2 separate regions of the Triticum aestivum genome follow, and region 2 is linked to region 1. Evidence: chromatin contacts called from public Hi-C data. All regions are on one chromosome and are shown on one strand. Each heading gives the region's core, a stretch centred on a gene start, on an enhancer-like site or on the middle of the called end of the contact. The rest is flanking DNA. Distances are from core to core; before and after follow the strand shown.

The links. A called contact is a pair of places that touch in the nucleus more often than the background predicts.
Region 2: a Hi-C map of leaf shows a contact between it and region 1, with 6 times the contacts expected there. The contact joins the promoter of LOC123049009 here to the promoter of LOC123052091 in region 1. A contact is called at or near these places in 2 of 5 Hi-C or Micro-C datasets (both in leaf).

The regions. Positions count from the first base shown.
Region 1 is chr2D:122,012,189-122,016,419 of IWGSC CS RefSeq v2.1, forward strand. It overlaps LOC123052091 (COP1-interacting protein 7), which reads right to left and starts at 2,904. Exons shown (of 10, transcript XM_044475174.1): 1 at 2,536-2,904; 2 at 2,256-2,435; 3 at 2,046-2,151; 4 at 1,935-1,965; 5 at 1,535-1,568; 6 at 651-803. The coding sequence starts at 2,594.
Region 2 is chr2D:122,165,889-122,170,513 of IWGSC CS RefSeq v2.1, forward strand. It overlaps LOC123049009 (E3 ubiquitin-protein ligase At3g02290), which reads right to left and starts at 2,093. Exons shown (of 1, transcript XM_044472019.1): 1 at 1,240-2,093. The coding sequence starts at 1,980. The coding sequence ends at 1,456. It overlaps LOC123049010 (a long non-coding RNA gene), which reads right to left and starts at 945. Exons shown (of 3, transcript XR_006423421.1): 1 at 681-945.

The sequences.
Region 1 (4,231 bases), core at 1,654-4,153:
AGAAAGGCAGCAAAGGAACAAAAAATAAACGACGACTGTGACAGAAGATATCATATCTCAATGCGCTCCAATTTAACATGACCCACCCTCCTAATTCCTAGAAGAACCTTCTCCTGCAAACTTTTCCCAATTTCGAGATTGATAACTTCACGATGGGTGAGTTATTTCCTAAACTTGAGTTCTAAAGTTTCTATACAGCTTCCACCATCCAGCATCTTATTTTGTTAATTATGCCATGCTAATCCTCATAGAACTAAGTTTTTTTTTGCAGGAGCATAGAACTAAGTTGACGTGTATTATAATGGCATTTGATAAAAACAGTGATAAACTTTCTCTTTACAGCTACATGTTGTTTTATATCCTCAATTAGATCTGCTTGTTTAATGTCAAAAAGGATAACTTGAGCACATCAGTCTACTGCTGATGGGGGCTCACTTGTGCTAAATCTGCACATCAACTTTTAGATATATACCAAAGTAGTTGTTGCTGATGGATTGTGCCTTAATGGGATATGCTTACTAGATAAGCTGTTAGCTGTAATTTCGTTGGACTACTTAACACTGACCACCAAGACTTTCGAGTAATACCCATATGCCTATATGACTGTAAGTTTATAACTGAATTATGGGCTTGACAAGCTTCAATCATACCTCAGCCTGCTGGCACCAAAGTGGTCCGCAAAATGGAGAAGCTCAGAGACACTGTCATGGTTGAACCCTGCGGATGATGCCCGGGCACAAGACGTGACAAGGTCTTGTTTAAGTGCACTTAAACGGACATCAATTGCTCTAAGAAGCTCCTTCCTGCACAAAAATAGCCAGGGCATAAATTATGGATGGTTAAGATAGTTCAGGTTGTATTAAAAGGGTGAAACTGTAAATTACTTGATACCACAACACAGCCTACAGATAAAAATTATGTATTCAAGATGTCTTATCTATCAAAAACTCACAGCACATTGCATTGTCACATGAATGCATATCAATCATTCTAATTTAGTAAGAAGTAGATTGAGTCTTGTATATAAATAAACAAAGGTATAACAAAAAAATGATAACCACGGTCCTCCAGTCAATAACATTTCATTAAACTAATAACGATTAGTCCTTATATAAGCACCGTAGACCAATTAAAGGATGGCAGTTTGTTTCACTCAAAGCTCCCAAAAAAGGAAGGCAGAAATATATCCACGCAAAGTGCACGATATGTAATCACAGAATAAAATCGAATTAACCATCCAGGATAAAGAAACTAACTTCATACGGGTGTTATCGTCCACATGCTACAAGTATCTGCACTCTGAATTTTTGCGGAAGGTTATAGAAAGCAGCTAACATGATGGGAACATCATTTCCACAATAATCATATGGAGTATAAACCACAACGTGTGCAAGACTTGGCAAAAAAACTACAGTTAACGTGTTTCATCACAATATTAACCTACTTAACAAAGTACAAACTGATTGTGAATCGAATCAATTTTATCCGGCAAACAAGGTAAATGAGCGGCAATTGAAATAAGAGATGGGCTTACTTTGTAATGTCTGCAGCTGCTGCTGAGGCTTCAGCTGACAAGCAGAAGAAGAGTTTACATAATTATATCCAGAAGGCAGAAGCATCATATGCTTCCATACATGACAGTAATAATGTCACATTAATCTAATATGTTACCTTATTAATGGAGGTTCATGTTAATATGTGATGAATAATATAGACATGGTGGCATCAATGTATCTAGCATTAATCAAAGGTTCCTAAATTCTTAATGCAAGCCAATAATACAGTTGCCAATTCAACAAGAGAACAATCTCTTGCTCCTGGACTTTATCAGCTCCCATTGAGTAACTCCAGTTAAGATGGACTTAGTTTCCCATGATGAACGAGTGTTAATGAACTGTATGAGGTATGAAAAGACACAAGACATTAGGGCATACCAGCTGCACCCGAGGTAGCACCTACAGCAGTCTGCATAAAGAATTGCCAATTTTAGACAAATGCTACACTGCATAACATGCTGAAAGAACTGCATGATAATTGATACTCACTCCCTGTGCCGCGTAAATCTTCCTAGCCCCTTCTAGCTGCGACATTTCTGCATCGAATGTATTCGCCATCTCCAGCACCTCCGGCGTGCTCACGAAGCGCACGAACCTTCAAGCACAAAGGAACCAGGCAAGCACCCATCAGAATCCAATCTCTTCGACAATCGACAGACCACCGACCCGAGCACCGCCGCATAAGCCATATCAGCATACCTCTCGAGGGTGCCCTTGCTGAACCACGCGGCGCGCCGGTCCAGCTGCAGCCGGATGGCCGGCTGCGGCGGCTGGGCCGCCGCCTGCTCCTCCGCGGCGCGCAGGTGCGTCACGAACGGCTTCACCGACCCCGACGCGATCTTCTCCGTCCGCCCACTGCAGGACACCACGAGCTCGCACCTGCGCAGGCACCCAGAGTCAGTCAGCCAGCCACCCTCAGCCCACGCGAAACCGCAACGAAAGGGCGAGGCATCCCCTTCCCAGTGCCCCGCTTCCTCACCTGGAGCGGCGGGGGGAGAGCTGGAAGAGCGCGTAGTCGAGCGGCGCGTCGGGCTCCATGGCAGCGCCGCCGCGGCCGGCGAGGTCGGATCTGGTGGATCGCGGACGAGACCCGCCCCCCGCCCCTCCGCCTCCGCCGGAGCCGCCCCCGGGTAAACGCCGGGGAGACGGCGAGCCGCGCAATGCAGTTCCCGCGGCGACGAGATCGCGCGGCGGCGGCGGCGTGCTGCGGATCTCGGCCGCGCGCGCCCGAATCCGATAACGTGCGCCCTGCTGCGCTGTGGGGGAGGGAGCGGAGTGGAGGGGGAGAGGACTAGAGAGAGAGAGAGAGCTCTGCTGGTTTGGTGGAGCTGGAGACTGGTACTCCCCTCTCTGTCTCTCCTCCGTGAGAAATGCGGGAGGAAAAACGGACGAAGGTGAAACCGGAAACTTCCAGGGGTGTTTCGGGGAGATTAGCGGCCCTGATCTCGAGTTTTGGGGGAGCTTAGGCGTGATTAAGTAAGAGAGATTACGAGAGATTGTTGCTTTTGTTTTCATTTTCGTTTTTTATTATCCTTTTTTTTCGCTTTATGCGGCGCTGGCTGGCTTTTCGGGATAACAACGGCTTTGAGTGGACTGTTGGTGCGGGTCTGACCGTTTTGCCCCTCAACAGAAAAACGAAAGTGGATGAGGGGCTCTGGTTTTTGAATTTTGGAGGAGGGATTTTTTGAAGAAGGATCGCTGTCGTTGCAACTGACACGAGGATGGTGGATGTGTTGGTTCTGTCTTAATTATTGAAAAAAAGTACTGCAGTGTACCATTTTTTCTGTTTTGTCAATTTGTAATCCCAATCACCAATCTTCGCGCGACAACTGGACATAAACGTTATTTACTAGTACCAACATATCTTTCGGCGTCAGCGAGTCAGTAGTACGATGTGGTCATGTTATTTTTTTATTTTTGCATGAAAACTAGTACTACGATGTAGCCAGCCATGATGAAATCGTTTGGTTGCAGCAAGGGCAATGAAAGATTTGCTACATAAGTTTGGTTTACGTTTACATATCTTGATTTTTTTGATTAATTGCTGCATTACGCATTTTGGCGTTGATATACTAGTTTGGTTTACGTTAACGTATCTTGAATTTTGATTAGTTGCTGCATTACGCATTGCGCGTTGATGTACTGGTTGGAGTTCACTTTTTGAGCGCCCATGCTATGCCTAGGGCGTGACTCACAAGGGGTATTATTGGTTCGGCACAGTGAACAGTGGTTAAGCGGCTCAATATTTCTAGTCTAGTCGTTCTATAGGATCAGGGAGCCTCGAGAGGTCAAAAGCTCGACAGTGACATCTCTTTATATATTTAGAAAGGATTTATCATTAATTTATGCAGCTCTCAGATGGCGTCTGTCTAGTTATAGCATGGCATTATTATAGTCATGCATGCATAGCTTATACAAATAAATGAGGAAGAACCAGCTCCCGATTTTCCTTTTATATCTTCTCATTATTTTAACTTTTTTTTTAGATGACTCTCATCATTTTACTTAACCGGTCTTTCCAGAACTATTTTAGCCCAAACTAAATGCGAAAACGATCTACTCTAGGTCTAAATGTTCACCGACATCTTCCTTGCTATTGAAAAATGAGTGGGCCAAGAAAAGAGAATCACATGCAAACTGTATGGTGTCTCAAATACTACCTCCGTTCATTTTTA
Region 2 (4,625 bases), core at 843-3,342, 150 kb after region 1:
AAAACTCATCCCCTACATTGTCTGAGGGTTTATCAGCGTACCTCCTGATTGTTTCTTCTAATAGAGTGACTCTACCTGGACAAGGGTGCCCTATCCGGAGGGGCACTTTCACTCTTAACCCAAAATTGAATTCACAGTTTTGAGATGATGCAATCCTTTTACATATAACAGTGGGGGCGTGATTTTTGTGTATCAGCACATTTGGATGTCCTGATCTGCCCACAAAACACTATGTACAGGGATGCTAATTACACGCATGGATGACGACCAAAATCAGGGGATCAACTAGTTGACAGTAGTAAAAATGTCCCCCAGACATCTATCGACATAGGCGCTGAAAATCAAAAACCATGGATCCAGAGAGAAAGAACACCCATGGTGCCTCTGGAAGGTGGACTCTGACGGACTGGTTTGGCTACTGCTTCCTCTTGCCAGCGGAATCTCTCTGCTCAACAGCGCAGCTGAGTTGCCCAACCACACCCGCACACAACGAGTCGGCGTGTGCCGGTGCCGACGGCTCGACAGACGTCAACACCAATGGATCTGGCTGCTCAACATCCGCAATGACCTCTCTGGAACCTATGGCATGTTTAACAAATCAAAGACCACCCATTGACTTTTTTTGCTCGCGCGTCTTCGGATCGAATTGAATACTTAGAATAATACAGTGGAGAAATTACCTGTCAACCGGATCCAGCAGAAATTCGAGCCCGTTGTGGCGTAGGTCTGGAAACTCCGCCATACTGCTCGCCGCCGCCATTGATTCGCCTTCCGCCATCGAGCTAGGAGGGGATGGAGGAGAAGGGCTCAATTGAGTAGATGGGGACCGAGATGTTTCTGCTGCCCTACACTTCATCCGCCGGTCAGCATTCACTGTACCTTGACGGCGATGTTTTCGTAGCAGACGGCGCGCATACGTTTCTGATCCTCCGCACAACTTTTCATTACGGAGGCGAGCCACGGCTCGGCTCGTCACCTTAACCTGAGCTTCAAAAAACGAGCCCGCGGGCTACCGTACATCACTGTTCCTTACAGTATAGCGTCAGATCACTGCATTTTTTTACACCCGTATATGCTGAGACTGACCCTCTAGCCCAGATCCCTAGAGATGGACCTAGGACTAGGATAACATGTCCAGATGCTACCGCTACCAGTAACGCCGCTCTCGAATCTTAGCAGCGAAGTTTCAGCAAACAATCTAGCGACATCATTTTATTTGGCAACAGATGCAAAAGCTTTGTCTCATTCATTAATTAAGAAATAGAAACAAGAGTTCAAAAAAGGAAAAAAAGAGACTACAACAAGGTCATTACTCTGCTGGTATAATTTGCCACCAAATTTTACCCCGCAATTGGCCAAAGGCTAGTGACATGATTTCATCGACGCCATGTGTATATACACAACTAAACGATTATCGTGGGTCTTAGCATGTGTAAAGGCTTGCAGCCAGCATGGTCATTGGTCCTCTTTGAACACCATTACGACGGCACAGACCGGGCAAGACTGGCTTCTCTCCATCCACGCGTAGATGCAACCAAGATGGAAATCATGGTTGCATTGCAGCAGTATCTTCGGATTCTCGTAGTCATACTCCTCAAGGCATATCGGGCAGTCATCCTCGTCACAATCAACACAGACTTGAGTTCCCCTGGGTTTCCCCCCTCCCGGCTGAGCTTCCATTGACGGTCCATCAGCCTTCTCATCACCATCGCGAGTCGATCCGGTGTCAGCATTGCTTCTCTCTCCGAGCAGAATAGATTTCTCCGTGTGATGTCTGAACCGAGGATCATCGTAAGGTAGAGCCCTAGGAGGGGGGCGGAAGGTGTTCAATGGATCCTCCTGCCCTGAGCCGGTGGAGGCCTCGGGAGGAACCGGCGCAACCCGTGTGTACGCTCTGGCTGGCCATGGCAGGCAGGCGCAGCAACCCGGCGCCTCGTCATCGTCGTCGGGACCGCACAGGCAGCACAGGATGGACCCCATCTGGTTGGCCGAGCTTCGTCTTCTACCCTGCAGACCAGACGGAGGAACCAGCGGTACGGGCCTTCTAGAGTTCTAGCTAGTTCAACCTATCCTCGGACTCCCTCGCTCCACGGCCGCCGAGCACAAGCACTTGGAAGGCCCGATCGGTGGCAATTTATCCAAGGGTTGGAATCCGATTCTGGCGCTTTGAATCCGGTTTAGGTTCCTTTCCTCCCTCCCTCTCCGAAGCCGGACCGCGGTGGAAGTACCTTGGTCGATCATCATGCGGGCTAGCACGAGGACTATCTAGTGAAACCACAATAGTCCAAGGTGTCCTTTGCAAAGTTATAGACTAAGCAAGACCATATCCGACGTGGACTATCTTTGCACTGGAACGCACAGTACAACAACCATTTTTTTAGAATCAGTACAACGACTTCTGAGAGAACTACTCCTTCCGTCCGGAAAAGCTTGTCCCTCAAATAAATGTATCTAGCACCAAGTTAGTGATAGATACATTCATTTGAGGAATAAGCTTGTGACAAGCTTTTTCGGAGGAAGGAAATACATGGGTAACTAAACCGCATGTATGCCCAAGTTGTGAAATCATCGAGGTAATCTCTACTGAGTTGATTTTGTCGCCTCCACCTCCTATCCGTTTTTCTCCTCCCACGTTCCCCTTTCCCCTTTGTTTCCCAGATAGGTTCTTTTTATAACCCCAACCAATACCGCACAAAATAAAAACAAACATAAATATATTAACTTAGAATAATCTAAATCAAGTGGATATACTTTCTTAAAATCACATCCTGCATTAAATCAATCAACTGAATCAATCTTATCAAAATCTCAACTAAGGCAAAACTTTCCTTGCCTTATTCTACCCATACCCCATCAAATTAAATATTACGAAATTTGATGTATGGTATATATCTTACAAAATTGATGTAGAACACCTACAGTACGGCCATTTTTATCCATTTCTCCGGACGGATGGAGTACTATATAGTCTTTCTACGCTCTGTCCCCAGGGTCACGGAGACACCTATTCGCTTGCTTTTCTTACTCTCGAAGAAAGAAAAGGCAACCTCATCACCGCCAGGAGTCTCCTCCGTTGCCGACCTCGGTCGTCGGTGGTGAGGGGGGTCGCCGGATCCACGCGCGTGGATCATTTTTTACTCTCATAGTTTAGGTTTTTAGGCTATTCATTGTCTTGGCTTCAACGATGGCAATGGCAGCGCTCAATAAAGTTTCTTCAGATCCTACTTCGACGAGGTGATAGGTTCTATGGTTGGGGATGAATTTGGAAATCAGTCTGTTTGGGCAAGGATGACGTGGCAGCGACGACATCCTCGTGGTGGACATGTGTCCTCGGGCTCCGCCGTTGCGACGACGTTTGCTCCAGCACCGAGGCGGAGCTTGGCAGGTAGTCCAGGAGTGGATGCAATTTATTGTCTGCATCATTGGCATCTGGAAGATGGTGGGTTGTGTGCCGACTTTGTGGTTTGTGGATGACATGTATGATTTCTCCTCCGGCGTCTTAGTCCTATGGGGGTGCCAGATTTGGAGTTCGATAGCGTGTCCGGGGTTTCGCCTTTGGTGAGCCACCTTAGAGGTTCACAAAGCTGCATACCAGCGATGGAGGCGCATCGAGCTCGGGGGTGAAGGTGATCCATCATTTTTCTTCCTTTGATGGCTGTTGTGGTGGTGCTAGAGGCATGTGACAGACGTTAGTGTCAAGCTCAAAGGATTCTTCGGTCTTGATTATATTTTTAGTTCTTGGCTGGTGTTCCTTTGTGTAAAGGCTAGTGTTTTGTTGTCTTTCAAGTTTTGCCAGATCGGTGGGTACATGACTTGTACTCCCTCCATTTTCTTTTAGTCTGCATATAAAGTTTGGTCAAAGTCAAGCTTTGTAAAGTTTGACTAACTTTATATTAAAAAATATTAACATTCACAATATGAAATGAATCTTATCAGATGAACCATCAAATGTATTTTCATACTATATAGTTTTAGTATTGTAGATGTTCATATTTTTTGATATAAATTTGGTTAAAATTTGTGTAGTTTTAGTTTGACCAAATTTTACACGAGTAGAAAGAACAGAGGGAGTACTATGATCTTTATGATATAAATGAGACACGTATTACCATGCACATGGAGAGAGAGAGTAGTATATAGTCTTTTTTTTAGAAAAACTTTCGATCTATTTATCTTCAATCATGACAGTACAATGAACACCAGAAATGATCAATTACATCCAGATCCGTAGACCATCTAGCGAAGATTACAAGTACTGAAGCGAGCCGAAGGCGCCGCCGTAATCGCCCCTCCCACATCGAAGCCGGGCAAAACTTGTTGTAGTAAACAGTTGTAAAGTTGTCGTGCTAAGGCCCCCATAGGACCAGCGCACCAGAACAACAACCCTGTCGTTGAAGAGTAGTTTAGATTGGAAGGATCCAACCCGAAGACACATGAATGCAGATGAACTACGACCAGATCCAAGCAAATACACCATGGAAAGATCCACCGAAGACACACCTCCACACGCCCACCGATGATGCTATAAACACACCACCGGGACCGGGGCTAGGCAGGGAGAATATTATTCCATCTTCAAGGAGCCGCTGCCGTCTCGTCTCCCTGAGCAGGACACAGACCCTAAT